Regions from separate parts of the Zea mays genome. Here regions 2 and 3 are each linked to region 1. The links are chromatin contacts, called in public Hi-C maps. All regions are on one chromosome and are shown on one strand. Each heading gives the region's core, a stretch centred on a gene start, on an enhancer-like site or on the middle of the called end of the contact. The rest is flanking DNA. Distances are from core to core; before and after follow the strand shown.

Region 1 (4,599 bases), core at 514-3,013:
TATATACTCGTAAGAAGTATAATAACAAGAACAAAGTCAACAAGCATAATTTATTTATTTTTTATATTTTAAATATGATTAAATTTATTACTTATTCATAATTAGTTTGTGCCAGAGAAACAAACAACTTCCAAGTTGAGATCAAACACTAGTACTGTAACACTAAGGCTACCTCTACCAGTTTACTCATCATTATTCTTATATTGAAACTCTGCTTTACGAACAGTGCAGTCTATAGTGCAAAATAATATTTTACATAGCGATATGGGTAAGCCTTGGAGGCAGTCGACACTAGTGCTCTAGCCTCAACATCGGATCACACAAACGCACACATAGAGACTAACAACCTAACACAACCCAAACTCGTGTATATACATAATAGGACAACTTAAGCTTCAACACAAAACCTAGGTCCTATGTGGCACAACTTATTTCACAGCTTTCTCGCAGATTTAAGAAGAAGATGACCGAACAGTAGGCTTCTGCAACAATTTATCAGTTTAAACTACTTCTCAAAATAAGCTAAAAACAATCAATAAGCAGAATCTGTCTTTCACCAGTTTTCTCAGATAAACTACTTTTACAATCAACAGAAGCTCTGCCAAACAGAATCCTAGCTAGTTCTAAGTCGAGATCGAAAGCATATGGATATAAAATGAAAGTAATCTTAATCTAAGTACACAGTTAAAGATATCTCGTATCTCTCATTCTGTTTGCTCTTCCTTTAAACGGATAAAATGCAAGATAAGAAACATTGTAGCCTAGAGCATGTTTGGAAACACGCCATTTTTTGGGTTTCTATCTTTAATTTCTAGATATTGGTTTATAGGGAAAAAAACTGGATGCACGCATTTGAGGCTAGTTTCTTGAAATCAATTTCTAAATTTTTCGATACACAAAGGCAAACCTATCTTTACTGAGCATAGATCTAGAAGCGATGGCAATCACCATAATTTTCACCAAACCAACTAATATTAATGTGTAATTTACTAGGCAAAAACTGATTTTAGCTAGAAAAGGCTAGTTTCTTGGTTTCTTAGAAACTGGGAATCCAGTTTCTAGAAACGGGAGCATAAACTGACATATTTAAAAACACCTTAGTTTTTATAAATCATTTTCTTAAAAACTGGATGCTTCCATACGTGCCCCTACTTGCAAGCAACGAACAAAGTGGTGAATCAGTTACCGCATTTGCGTGAGGCGACCGACATGTTTTAAGTTGTATGATGGCGTGTTAAATTATTTGTATGATGTCGTGTTAAACTAACGTGCCACGTCAATAAGAGATAGTTTGACTAGCCCTAAAAATAGCAAAATTATTTGTTTTTTCGGTAAATCTGTAATACGGCTGTTCTAATTTATAATTCGTTTGATTTATTTACGATAACTTTGATGATTCACCTTATTCAGAATTTTTAGAAAAAGTGAAAAATTTAAAATTATACTTAAACTATATTATATAATAAATAATATCACGGTACAAATTAATAATAATTATGATTTTTTTAATAAGATGAGTCAGTTAAAATTATAGGGAAATTTGGATCCATACCATTAAAAGATCACCACTTTGTATCCATACCATTACTATCTCACTTACATGTGAGTCCACATGAGTCAATGACATGTGGGGTCCATGGTATATATCTAAAGTTTGGATCTTTTAATGGTATAGATCCAATTGTTCCAAAATTATAAGATGAGACGATGAGTATTTGCCACCGTCAACTGGCTTGACCTCTTCGGAAAGGGAAAACGCCACCACACGCGGATCGAATTAGGCTCTCCGAGTCTCCGGTTCCCTCCTCTCGGCGGCGGCTCAGGTCCCTCTCCATCTCCGGCGTGGTGAGCTCCCCTCCTCTCCACCGTGCCCCGGATCTTACCTCCTTTCCCGGCTCCTTCTCCTACTCGGCTACGCGCCTGCTCGCGTTTTGAAGATAAGCTTAGCTCTTTCGGTTTCCTTTGCCGTCCGGATCTGGTCCCCCCACGGCGACGGGGCGCTGGGTTCGCGCGTCGGATCCGTTTCGGTGTGGGTGTCGAGGACGATTAAGGCGAGGGGATTAGGTCGTCGTGTCGATAGTTTGGCGTGGTGTGGATACGGCGGCCGCCTCTGCTTCTGGTCCTTGGGTGGGATGAAGGGACGCAATGGGCCAAGGGTCGTCTGCCGTGGAGTGTTGAGGGGCGGTGCACCGATCGAATCCGCAGCGAACAGTTCTGGTGTATTATTCTTATGCACCGGTGGCTGTTGGTCTGCGATGCGAGAGGGATGCTGGTGGTGAAAAAGAAGTGGTGCTTGTTGCATGGAAAATACTGTCTGGTGTACATATAAAGCCATTTCTTTTGGTGTGTAATAATGTTCTTTATTCAGTTTCTGCGGTCTGCTCAAGGATCTGAATTCATCAGGGATGGACTAGTATGCAAGCAAATGGGGTATTTTGAATCAACTTTGCTGGGATTGCAGTTTTTACTGATGTTAATAAACTAGATATGGGGATCTGGCTGCATTTGCTTCTGCCTTTAGATGGCGCAGATGCATAACCTACATCTTTGTGACATTTTGTGGTCTACCATGTTTTTATGTTCACGAGGGTTTGCATTATTCGTATTTTTGATTTAGATGCATTTCTGCTCCTTAAGCTGGAGACCAGGGTGCATCTAACCTATCACAAGTTTGTCAAGTGAGTGTAATCTTCTTGCTTAGCATTAGCCTTTGTCATGCGTAGCTTCTCAGGTACTAGGTCTTCGTTTCATAATGTACATGCACACATCACATATTCTGAATGTAGCAATAGGGAGAATGTACATTGACTGTTGTTTTGTGTTCTTCACTTCTCAGTATTTCTATGTTCATCTATAACCTGAATGAACTGAGGGTTCTCTGGCTCTCTGCTTTGCATAGAAAATTAACTACTAGACATGATTTTCATGGCATGCTTATGTTGTATTACCTTCATAGGTTAGGTTGGGAATCAGGCTGCATTTAATACTACCTCCAAATGATGCGTACTCTCAAGCCTAGGTTCTTGTGACATTGACTGATAGGAGCTGATACATATTGGATTTTCGGGTCTAGTTAGCATACGTTCAAATTGATTGTCCATCTTCAACTCTATGTTTAAAGTTTTGCAATGTGGATCATCGTGTCTTAATAGTCTTTGACAATTTCTAGTGTGTGGATGTAATTTAACCTGTATCCTATTCCTAGACCTGGGACTTACTCTGATGTGTGGAGGTTCTTTCACTTAATCACATGTTCTTAGGTCTTATCAGCTTGCTGTTGCTTTCCATTTCCATGTAGCTTCTAGGATACATGATATTTATGAGTAAGTATTGGTGCACATGAGTACATCACATCAGGTGCTGTGGTAGGGTGCCTCTTTAGATTGCCTCTTCATTGTACTCTTAGGATCAGATTGTTGCATTGCTTTTGCTACACTATATATGCATATGCACTTCCATTTGTTATACTGAACTATGAACTATGACATTGTATTCTTTTGCGTTGTTATTAATGAATTAATGTTAAAAATGGCTGCTGATGCTAGCCTGTAAACACTTTGGTAAAGTTCGCTAGCGCTTTGTCGTTGTCCAGACCCTAGGCACTTTACATGAGATTCTACGGTCTTACCTGTAGATAATTGAATTTATTTGTATTATAACTTATGCAAACGCGTCAATAGCGCAGTGCTAGGTCCTCTAGGTGGAGGTCGCCAACCAAGGTTCAAATTATGGGTTGCACGAAAAAAAGCCCCTTCTGTGTAACTGTCTTCGGAGACGTATGTGCTGCAGGCACGCCCTGGGCAGCCAGGTTTTGGGCTCTTTTCTCTACCCTGCAGTTTGAGAAAAATCCCTTGCTGTTAGATATTGGGGGATGTCAAACCCCCAGGGGTCGAGTTTTTTTTTTGTATTATAACATGTATGTGTATCATAGCTATCTTCCAGACCTTTCCTACCCTGAAGCATATACCTTAGTGCAAACTCACTGAAATCTCAAGCATGCCTCATATTTTCTGAAGCTTTTGTTTTTTACCTTTTGTGTTAGCAGTCTGTTATTGTTTTCTATTTCACAAATAAGTCAATATGCTGTCTATTTTTACTGCAGCCATTGAATTTTTGTCCACAAATATAAGGACATTCGGCGTAACCCACCTGAATAGGCACAATTATAACGCGGCTGTATATGGCATTGGTTACCTGAATAGGGATGGTTTGTTTGCATTACTGGTGATTTAGTTGTTGTATTGAGGGATATCCCTCCTGTAAATTGTCCTAAAAACCAAACACGAAATCATTAGACTTGTGGTGGAGTATTTTGGAGCATGTCTGACAACCACTTGTATTGAAGTGACCTTACCTGTTGTTTCTGTTTGGAGTTTTTGCGTGCATGCTCATTGGTCTTTGTTGGGTGTGTCTGTAGCATCTAAGATTTGCATGAAGTAAAAAAATCAGCATGGTAAACTCACATCTTATCAATACATTTTTTGTTTAGTAGATGATAAGTCTATGACAGCCTTGTGCGGTTCTGATATTATTGTTCGTCTGATTTGACGTATGCTTGTTTGTTAGTGGATAGTTTCAGCTCTCGCTATTGCAGATGCT
Region 2 (4,357 bases), core at 1,858-4,357, 130 kb after region 1:
AGATAATACTGCTCTCATACAAAGGAGTCATCAAGACTAGGGAGAATACCTCTGGTCTCCATAATATCTTCATATTTCTATCACAAATTACCATCACTAATAGCTTAGTGGTCAAGAATTATGGATCTTCCGGTGCCAAGGACCAATGACATGTTAATGTCTAATTTAGCTGCAAGCTCTTTGGTGATGTGGGATTTCATAATTATTTGTCTACTCTTCTCACTTCTGGTAGATCGGAGGTAGATAATAGTAAGCATGCCAAAGGGTGGAATTCAGTGTAGTTCGGCTACATAAACCCCAGGTATGTGTCCATTCAGGACCGACCTTTACCATTTAGCTTAAAAGTATATCATACCAATCAAAGGACTATACCTAGTCAATTCAGCGACTATAAGTATTTACAATTCTGAGAGATGTATGCAACACAAGTACAGAGGTCCTAGATAGAACGAGTAAAGTGGTTCGACAGGAACACACTATGGTTTTCACACCAACATAGTGAAAATTTTCTCAGAATAACCTCTCGGTATACTCGCAACTTCGTGTTGCTGGCGATTACATGTCCTTTTATCTCATAGTTTGCTTCATGTCATTTAGCGACAAAGAGAGCAATGTGCTAACATCTGGTTGAGCAATATATGGCTGAGATTTATAGTCTTAAATTATTTGGTAAGGCCTTTTGCTTACTAATAGAATCCCAATTTGTGATGTCTTCTATGCCAAAAAGGCTTTCATGCATTATATTATATATCTTCGGGTTACTTCGGGTAAAACTTTATGCATGAGGAGAGAGCAAAAAATTAATTTATCTGTGTTTCATTGTATTTCAATTTAATTTCCCAGATTTTCAAGCACTATTGATCTTGATATAGTCGTTACGGCCACTTGGCGATATATAAATATATAATGCCACACAACACAGTCAAATAAAATATACAGCCAAATAAAATTGTTTAAGAAGGTTGCGTATAATGTGACTTCAGGGGTTTTGAACAACCCACCACAATCCACGCGAGTACAAGCTCTAGCGTCTGGTGTCAACGCGTGTGCGGCCATCAGGGCTACGACAACACAACAAGCCTTCGTAATAAGCGCAACAGGCACAATTATGGCTCAGTAATTGGGGTACACAATAAGTCCGCACAACGTGCACAACAGGCGCAATTGTGGCTCGATGATCACGGATGACAGACAATGCCTACAGGGTATGCGAAAAATACGCGACTCAGCGATGGCGGTCTGACTCAACAGGAGCGATCCGATTAATAGAGAGCGCGACATAGCAATCACATGACGCAGCCAAGTTCGTATGACACAAATATTGCGTCATGTTGCCAGGGCGCAGCCAATAGCCAATGTCTTAACTCAGCCAATTAATAATGTAACCTGATCGGCACATCTGTGTACCCACTATACAATTTAATCGCTCGACGTAAGTCCAAATTCCAAAAGCTCAACATAATATAAATATTTAGAGCGATTTGAGTATGCCTTATATAGACTTTACATGCATTTTAATAATTTTCTGCTATAATAAATAAAAGCAGAAAAATAAACACCAAAAATATTGCATGAGCATAACACATCAGCATTTTCCATATTTAAACATGTATTTCTCTACTAATTATTTACTGCAGGAAATAATTAATTAAAGTAGAAATTGTAACATAAAACATGCTTTATTCTTTTTTATTTACAATAGAAAATATATAGAATAAATAATATAGAGCATGCATACAAGTTTATATAAATTCACCAAGAATTTTATTTATATAAATAATTAAATTGAGATTAACGACCATTTCGAAAATAAAACCAAGAAAGGCCAAAGAAGAGTCTTTGCTTCCTGTGCATGAGCAAGACCCACGGCCGCTCCCTTTTTTCTGTTGACCGTCCATGCATGCACGATGCCCAACGTCACACGGTTTTTCTGTTTCGTTGCCTCAACGGCCGGCTCGGTAGTCAATCCCGCATTGAAGTTTGAAGTGCGGACGTTACGGATGGATGGGCCTGCCGGGAAACCGTCCAGATCTTCGGGAATAATTAGGTTGGGAACGGGTCCTCCTGTTCTAGCGGGCTCTCGCACCACCGCCACAACCGACCATCATGATTCATGTCGCGGTGTTGGGTCTCGTATTACCCTTGCTGCTTGCGCGACGCGGCCCCACTGTAGGCACAGGCGTGGCTTCTGGCGTCGGCACAGCTCCGGTGCGGCGTGGACGCTTCCAGCGTGGCACATGCCCAAGCGCTGGCGTAGTCTCACCGTAGGCAGAGGCATGACATTGGAGTAGACCAGCTCCAGCAAGGCTCCGATGCGAGTGCTTCCGGCACAGACGCAGCACCATGACGGAGACAACAAGTTGGTGGCGCACAGATCACACCAACGGATCAAGAAAACATACCGCTCGATTGCGTAGAGGGAGAATCGAAGACTGTCGCGTAGGACAGTTCGGCTAGGCCAAGGACCTGCCGGCGTGACGAAGGGTTGATGCAGATCTGATCTCGCAGCAACGTTGAGGTAGAGCGTGCTGATAACGTGTTGAGAACTACGTTACCACGGATCACCAGATCCGCTCCCTTCCCTCCCGTCAGCAGTAGAGGCGCAAGAAGATGTAGAGAACCCGTCTCCCTTCCCATAAGCACGACAGAGGAAACACGAGACACTGGATATAGGGTTGGGCCTCTGGCCTCTTTCTGATCTCTGTATTATGAAAGGGTGTACATGTTCCTTATATAGAGATATGAGACCCTTCAGGGGCAAAGTCGGTATTTGCCCACATAACCCTAACTAGGGTTACTTAACACGAACGACCCAGAATTCATACTTTTATTAGCAGCTGTTCAACCCACTGGTTTGTGTGAGAAGACTGTGACCAAAATTCCGGTAAATATTGAAGCCCTATTATCTTTTTAATAGATAGAAGAAAGTATGAATTTTGGGTGGTGTGGGGATTAAGGCCCAATCGTGCTTCTCATAGGTCCACGACATCTCGGCCCACTCGAAGTCCGGGCCAGCCCGCACTTCCCGCCACGCAGCCCTCTCCCTTCCCGCCAAAACCTTCATCTTATTCCCTTCTTCCCGCCATCCCCCAGCCCAACACGGTGCCGCCTCCCTCCCGCACCCCGGCCTTCTCTGCCTCCCACTCACTCGACGCCTCCGCCGCCGCCGCCGCCGGGATGAAGAACCCCGACTTCACTGCAGACAAAGGTACGCGTTGCTGTTGCAACATCCTCCGGTACCACCTCGAACCGTTCCTTCGTTTGCTCCTCGATGGTTCCTGAACGTTCCCTGGCGGTGCGTTGGTTCATGGCGTTTGGTTTGTCTCTGCAGCGCTCGCCAAGGACTTCCTGTCCAACTTCGTCGGCCCTCACGGCGACCCCAAGTACCTGAACATCCTGGTACCTACCCACGATCTCTTCTCTTCCCCGTGTTCTAGGGTTGCCCCTTCCAGATCTGCAGTATCACGCTGATTTCTCCCTCTGGTCACAGCAAGATGTCGCCAACAGGAAGATACGCGCGGTCCAGATCGAGCTGGACGACCTGTTTCATGTACCAGCTCCTCACCTCCACACCATTCAGTTCCCTTCTGTTTGCCAATTTTGCGGACGCAAGGTGTGATTTTGGCTGCAAAATGTTGTTTTCGGGTGCGCAGCACAAGGACGTCGATGAGGAGTTCCTGCAGCGTGTCACTGAGAACACGCGGCGCTACGTCGGCATCTTCGCGGAGGCCATGGACGAGATCATGCCGGAGCCCACTGAGGCGTACACCGTCGACGAGGACCGGGACATCCTGATGACGCAGCGTGTGGACGAGGGGGTGGACGGCGGCGCGGACGGCACGGACCCGCTGCAGAGAATGCCACCAGATATCAAACGGTTCTTGTAAGTGGCCTTGTCCTAAATTTGCCTTGGTGAATGGTGACCTGGTTTCGATAATCTGGTTAAACAAAATGGACCTACAATTGTTCTTGGAGCTACCGAATTCTGTACCTCCAACTGGATCTGCAGTTCAATAATTTCCCTGTATATCCATTTATCGAGCTCTGTTGATGTTTGTCTAAAAAATGATTTTGTTTTGGTACTGTAGTGAGGTTTACATCAAGACATTCTCAAAGGCAACTCCACTCACCATTAGACAAGTAAAGGCATCCAACATTGGGCAGCTTGTGAAAATATCTGGGATTGTTACTCGCTGCTCGGATGTGAAGCCCTTGATGCAGGTTGCTGTTTATACATGTGAAGAATGTGGCTTTGAGATATACCAGGTACTTGATCTCATTTTAGGCTTCCTTAGTGATTTGGTTTCTATATTTGACACCGTATGATAAATGATCTTACTGAAAGACACTTCTGTCT
Region 3 (4,687 bases), core at 1,587-4,086, 170 kb before region 1:
GGTATACCCTTCATGACCTTCGTTTGAAGATCATTATATCCCAAAGGAGACAATGCTTCGAAGGATGAAGGTCTCTAATTGTTAACAATTGTGTTGCTTTGTTCTTGATGTATAGCATTCGAGAACAAGGACCACCACTATTATATTTAGAACTTACTTTGAGAAATGCTTGTTGCTGTTGAAACTGAGTAGCATAGTAGGCATATTGCTATGCTACGTGCCTCATGTATTCCCCCTGGGCCCTTTGTCGCACCTATTCTTGGCTTAGTTCAGCTCATAGTCCCTCAACTTCCGTTGCATCTGAGATGGAGAGCCGAGAGCTACGAGCAGCATACCTTGATGACCCTCCCCTCTGAACCCTCACCTAACTCGAGTTGATGACGTTATCAAACATGGAGTACCTACAAAGAAGTAATAACACAACAAATTTAGAATATATCTCTTCTACTTAAATCCATGAAACAAGATAAGATCTATAGAATATGCACCTTCCATAAACTTTTCCACCACTTGCATAGACAGCCTGAGGATCAATAGGTTGGGTCCCAGTCGTAATGCAGTCTGTGCTGACTAGACATCACTTCGCCATATGCAGCATGAATACAAAAGAATAAAGCAATCTTTTATACAAAGTTTCATAGAAACAAAATATACCAAATTGTGCAAAAAAAACTCACCAGACGATCTGATGCCACATGGATACACAACACATCTATGTTTGCAGGACTGGTGCTCTATGCCCCTAAGGTAACCTTGAACATTACTAGGCACTGCACCACTACTAGCTTCTTGTATGTACAATTTAGAAGCATTATAATAAAAAATTACAAGAACACAATTACAAACAACTAAAACAGAATGAATTTTACTTGTCATTTGTTTCAACAAATGAAAGTGGTCATCACCTCTATACCTGTGATACGAGACAGTTCCATGATTGGAACTTTATCACATAGACTTAGCTTTGAACTCATCCAAAGGCCAATAACGGCATAACACACGCCAAGCAACATCACTGCTGGCTATCCACGGAATCGAATGATGTACAAACACAATTTATTTAGAAGTAACTCTAACATCTCGAAGAAACACAAGCATACATCATTTACCTGAAGAAATTGTTGCTCAGTCATATCTAGTCCATACTGCATGCCTCACGCTTACTTTCTGGACATCGCCCTTCAGTACTCAATATAGCTTGAGTAATCACCTCTTTATTTATTTCTTTAGCACAAAGTTGTCTATAAAAGTAGCTTAACTCAGCTAACGTCTTCCAGACACTAACTTTCATGTACCCACAGAAAATTATAGGAAGGAGTCTTTCCATCATTATATGGTAATCATGGCTCTTTAATCCAATTAATTTATGTGTCTTCAAGTTCACAACTCTCCTAAACCTAGTAGCATACCCATATGAGAATTTTAATGCTTTCAATCATTTCATTACTTCTTTCTTCTACTTAGGTTTTACACAAAATGGGGCACGTGGCTTGCTACCACTTTTGTCTAGTTCCTGGGTTGGACGGTTACAAAGTTTTGCTAAGTCCTTTCCGGCCTTTATATTGTCTTTTTGTTTTGTTGCCTAGATTCATGCAGGTATTTAGAATGCTTTCACCAACATTACGTTCCTGATGCATTACGTCGATGTTATTCATCAGAATCAACGCCTCAACATATGGGAGTTCCCATAAACCACATTTATGGGTCTAGTTATGCTAGGTTCCAAAACTTACTTATCCATAAATTCCATTCTATTTCAAATTATTAAGAATAGCCTCAATCTCTAATCCGCTCAAACGTTTGGGTGGCCCCTTTTGATGATAGTGTCCTTCTTAAAAGTGTTTACCTCAAACCTATACATATGATTGTTTGGCAAGAAGAATCTATGGCTTGACACACCCAGACTTCATAGTTAGGTATAAAGCCATGCTTGAAAAGGTGCCTCGATAGAGTTTTCTTGTCTTGACACCTACAAATTCAACACATGCTACATGGATATCGCACATCTGTGTTGGTTATTAACAAAGCAAAAGCGAGATTGATAAAACCCCTGTCCTTTTTATCCACTCCATTGAGGGATCATTCATACGCCAACCTTCATACATCCATCGATGGTCCTCACTCACCACCATATTTGTAATACCTAAAATTCTATTTTGGATTAAGGAGGACTAACCACAAAATATTAAAATTAAAATGTGCTTAATAAGAACTTACTTCCCTTTCAAAGTCATTTTCCAAATAATAATGACATATGATCCAAACTTAGGTTTGAACCTTTGAATTGAAGTTGGAACTTAAAAGTGAAAATATGGAACAAATGAGAATATACTTATATAAGTTCAATTATTGAATAATATATTTGTAAATTTTGTGTAAAAAATTTATGTTAAAGTACCCTTTAGTAAATATTATCCAATAGATAGTATTCGCTGAAAAAGACATATTTGGTGTGTATGCATTATATACTTAGAGGCATTTGTTTAAATGGACAAGATAAAGAAATAAATAATCAAATATAATTTTGCATTTGCATGCTAGAGTCTTATGGTGATTGTGCATATGAATTTGAATCTTAAACTCAGATTTGAATTTGAAATAGGAATTTGAAATTTGAAAATCAAGATAGAAAAGAAAAAGAAAAATATATATAAACAAATAAGCTCTCGCCCTGTATCTGCCGCCGGCCCCATTCCTCCTTTAAAACTCTTGTGTAGCCCACTTCTGCCTCCCACCCAAGCATGATGAAACTCGCGTTGTTGGGTGGGCTCAGCACGTCAGACCTCCACCTGAGCAATGTGTGTGCGGACTTGCCCTAGAGCCACTGTCACGTGGACCCCTATCGTTAGCCGGAGCTGCCCACGCGCGCGAGGACTCGCCCTCATACCACCGCCACATGGGACCCCCTTTCCAGCTACTTGCTAAACCTCGAGACTGATAGGAGGGCTATGTCCTCATTCAACAAAATAGAATGTGCTTGTCCGTGTTTTTCGTGAAGCCCCACCGGCCAATCCCAAAATGCCTAGGATTTGCCTCTATAAGGCCTTGTTCGGTTACATGGGATAAAATCCCACCATGGATTTAATCCCGATATGGATTGGGTGAATCCATACCTCACACCCAATCCTATGGTGGGATTAATTCATCAACTTATCCATGTGTCTCTCAAATCTAGTTATTCTTTTGATCCATGGATTCTAATGTAAACTTGTGCAATATCTTTATGGATTTGTTCCATACCTAATGAGCTATGGATAGAATCCATGTCTTCCATAGTTTAAAAAATTCCCAAACACTTGGGTTATATTCCATGATAGGTTTAACCGGATAAAAAAATTTAAGTAGTCTTGGATTATTTTGGGGCATGAATTGTGACATGGATTTAATTCCAATCCATGCTAATCCAGAGCTGGATTGGTGTAAACGAACAAAGCCTAAAAATGCGACCCATTGCCCATAAAGCATCCAGACGAGATCCCCTACATCCTCGTGTGACACCACAACCACCGCGAAACATGAGATGGCGAAGAGCGGAGAATTAGCCACTGTCGTGGTCTTGCACATCTGTCATTGATCTATGCATGTGGTGTGGTTGAGGATGATCGACAGATCATGTACAAGCTCTTTGTGAAGTCGTCAAGCAGGGAGGGTCACCATCAGTGGCGTAGCTGCTGGGTGGTCCGGGTGGGCCATGGCATACCCTGTGGGCCGGCCCACCCGACCACCAATGCAACGGAGCCAACAACAAAAAACGTGTAGGTGCTAGGTGTAGATTGACTCAGTCCTGCAGGCTTGCAGCAGCAGCTATACAAAAAAACAGGCAGCAAGGTCACATCGTCCAGCTCCTGGCTCCAGTCGTTTAGTGTATTTTCTGTTTCATATTTACACTATTTTATATTATATTTATATTTTAATGTTTGCGCTTATAGACTTAAATGTTAAATCTATAGTTTCATATGTTGTTGTTATCTTTATGTTTTGATTTGTATACTAAATCATTATAGTCATACTAAATAATTTATGAATTTTTTTATGGCATACCTCATAAAAAAATTCTAGCTACGCCACTGGTCACCATCTCCAGCCGAATTGCTTGTCGGTGTTGACGATACACCTTGGAGCCGTGGTGTCACATGGGTGGAACTCTTGTCGCTTCAATCTGAGGTGTGATGCCTTCGACATCATTCGCCTCGTCCTACTCATTTTATAGCACCAGTAAGTCTTGGGTTCGAGGCACTTGGACGTCTGGATGCCGCCCACCGGTGAGCATCGCCGCCACCTAGGTGAACACCACCGCGGTCCGACGTCAGGGAAAGGGAGGAGGAGCGAAGGCCGCTGATCGTGATACCACCACGGTCGGACGGCCGCCGCCGTGCTTGGACGACAGATGAAGGAGAGGAGCTCCTGACTGTTAGATCTCTAGCCAATGGCTGAGATTAGAAGGTGAATACCGCTTTGGTAGATTAAAGTGTGTGCTTTGATCAGCCATCGAAGGGCCACGGATATCCGTAATCATGGCAGCTTTCAGACTGTGGATCTCAGATCCGATGGCCACGAGCGCGTACCCCTTCATGTTATAATCAGTCCATCAGATCAGAATCGGACTGCTCGAGATGGTCGGTTCCCTTTCAACCGATGGCATTTTTATTTAAGAGTCCATGGTGTTTTCTAAAATCGACCTGTAGTT

The links. Hi-C and Micro-C count contacts between places; a contact is called where the count stands out from the background.
Region 2: a contact with region 1 is called in a Hi-C map of leaf, with 8 times the contacts expected there. The contact joins the promoter of LOC100273978 here to the promoter of LOC100193578 in region 1. A contact is called at or near these places in 9 of 25 Hi-C or Micro-C datasets (bundle sheath, ear, endosperm and 3 more) and 1 of 3 datasets of contacts at active chromatin or transcription factors (leaf).
Region 3: a contact with region 1 is called in a Hi-C map of leaf, with 6 times the contacts expected there. The contact joins the enhancer-like site here to the promoter of LOC100193578 in region 1. A contact is called at or near these places in 2 of 25 Hi-C or Micro-C datasets (both in leaf).

What each region holds. Positions count from the first base shown.
Region 1 is chr3:130,417,192-130,421,790 of Zm-B73-REFERENCE-NAM-5.0, forward strand. It overlaps LOC100193578, which reads left to right and starts at 1,764. Exons shown (of 2, transcript NM_001358894.1): 1 at 1,764-1,845.
Region 2 is chr3:130,549,659-130,554,015 of Zm-B73-REFERENCE-NAM-5.0, forward strand. It overlaps LOC100273978, which reads left to right and starts at 3,108. Exons shown (of 15, transcript NM_001365694.1): 1 at 3,108-3,208; 2 at 3,332-3,399; 3 at 3,491-3,550; 4 at 3,654-3,883; 5 at 4,089-4,266. The coding sequence starts at 3,178.
Region 3 is chr3:130,245,710-130,250,396 of Zm-B73-REFERENCE-NAM-5.0, forward strand. No RefSeq gene overlaps it. Among protein-coding and RNA genes, the nearest start is that of LOC103650550, 59 kb to the right of the region's middle. Within about 2 kb of position 2,837, at least 17 of the 20 cell types and tissues checked have an H3K27ac peak or open chromatin away from gene starts, as enhancers often do. A contact at or near this core is called in leaf, where this site is marked.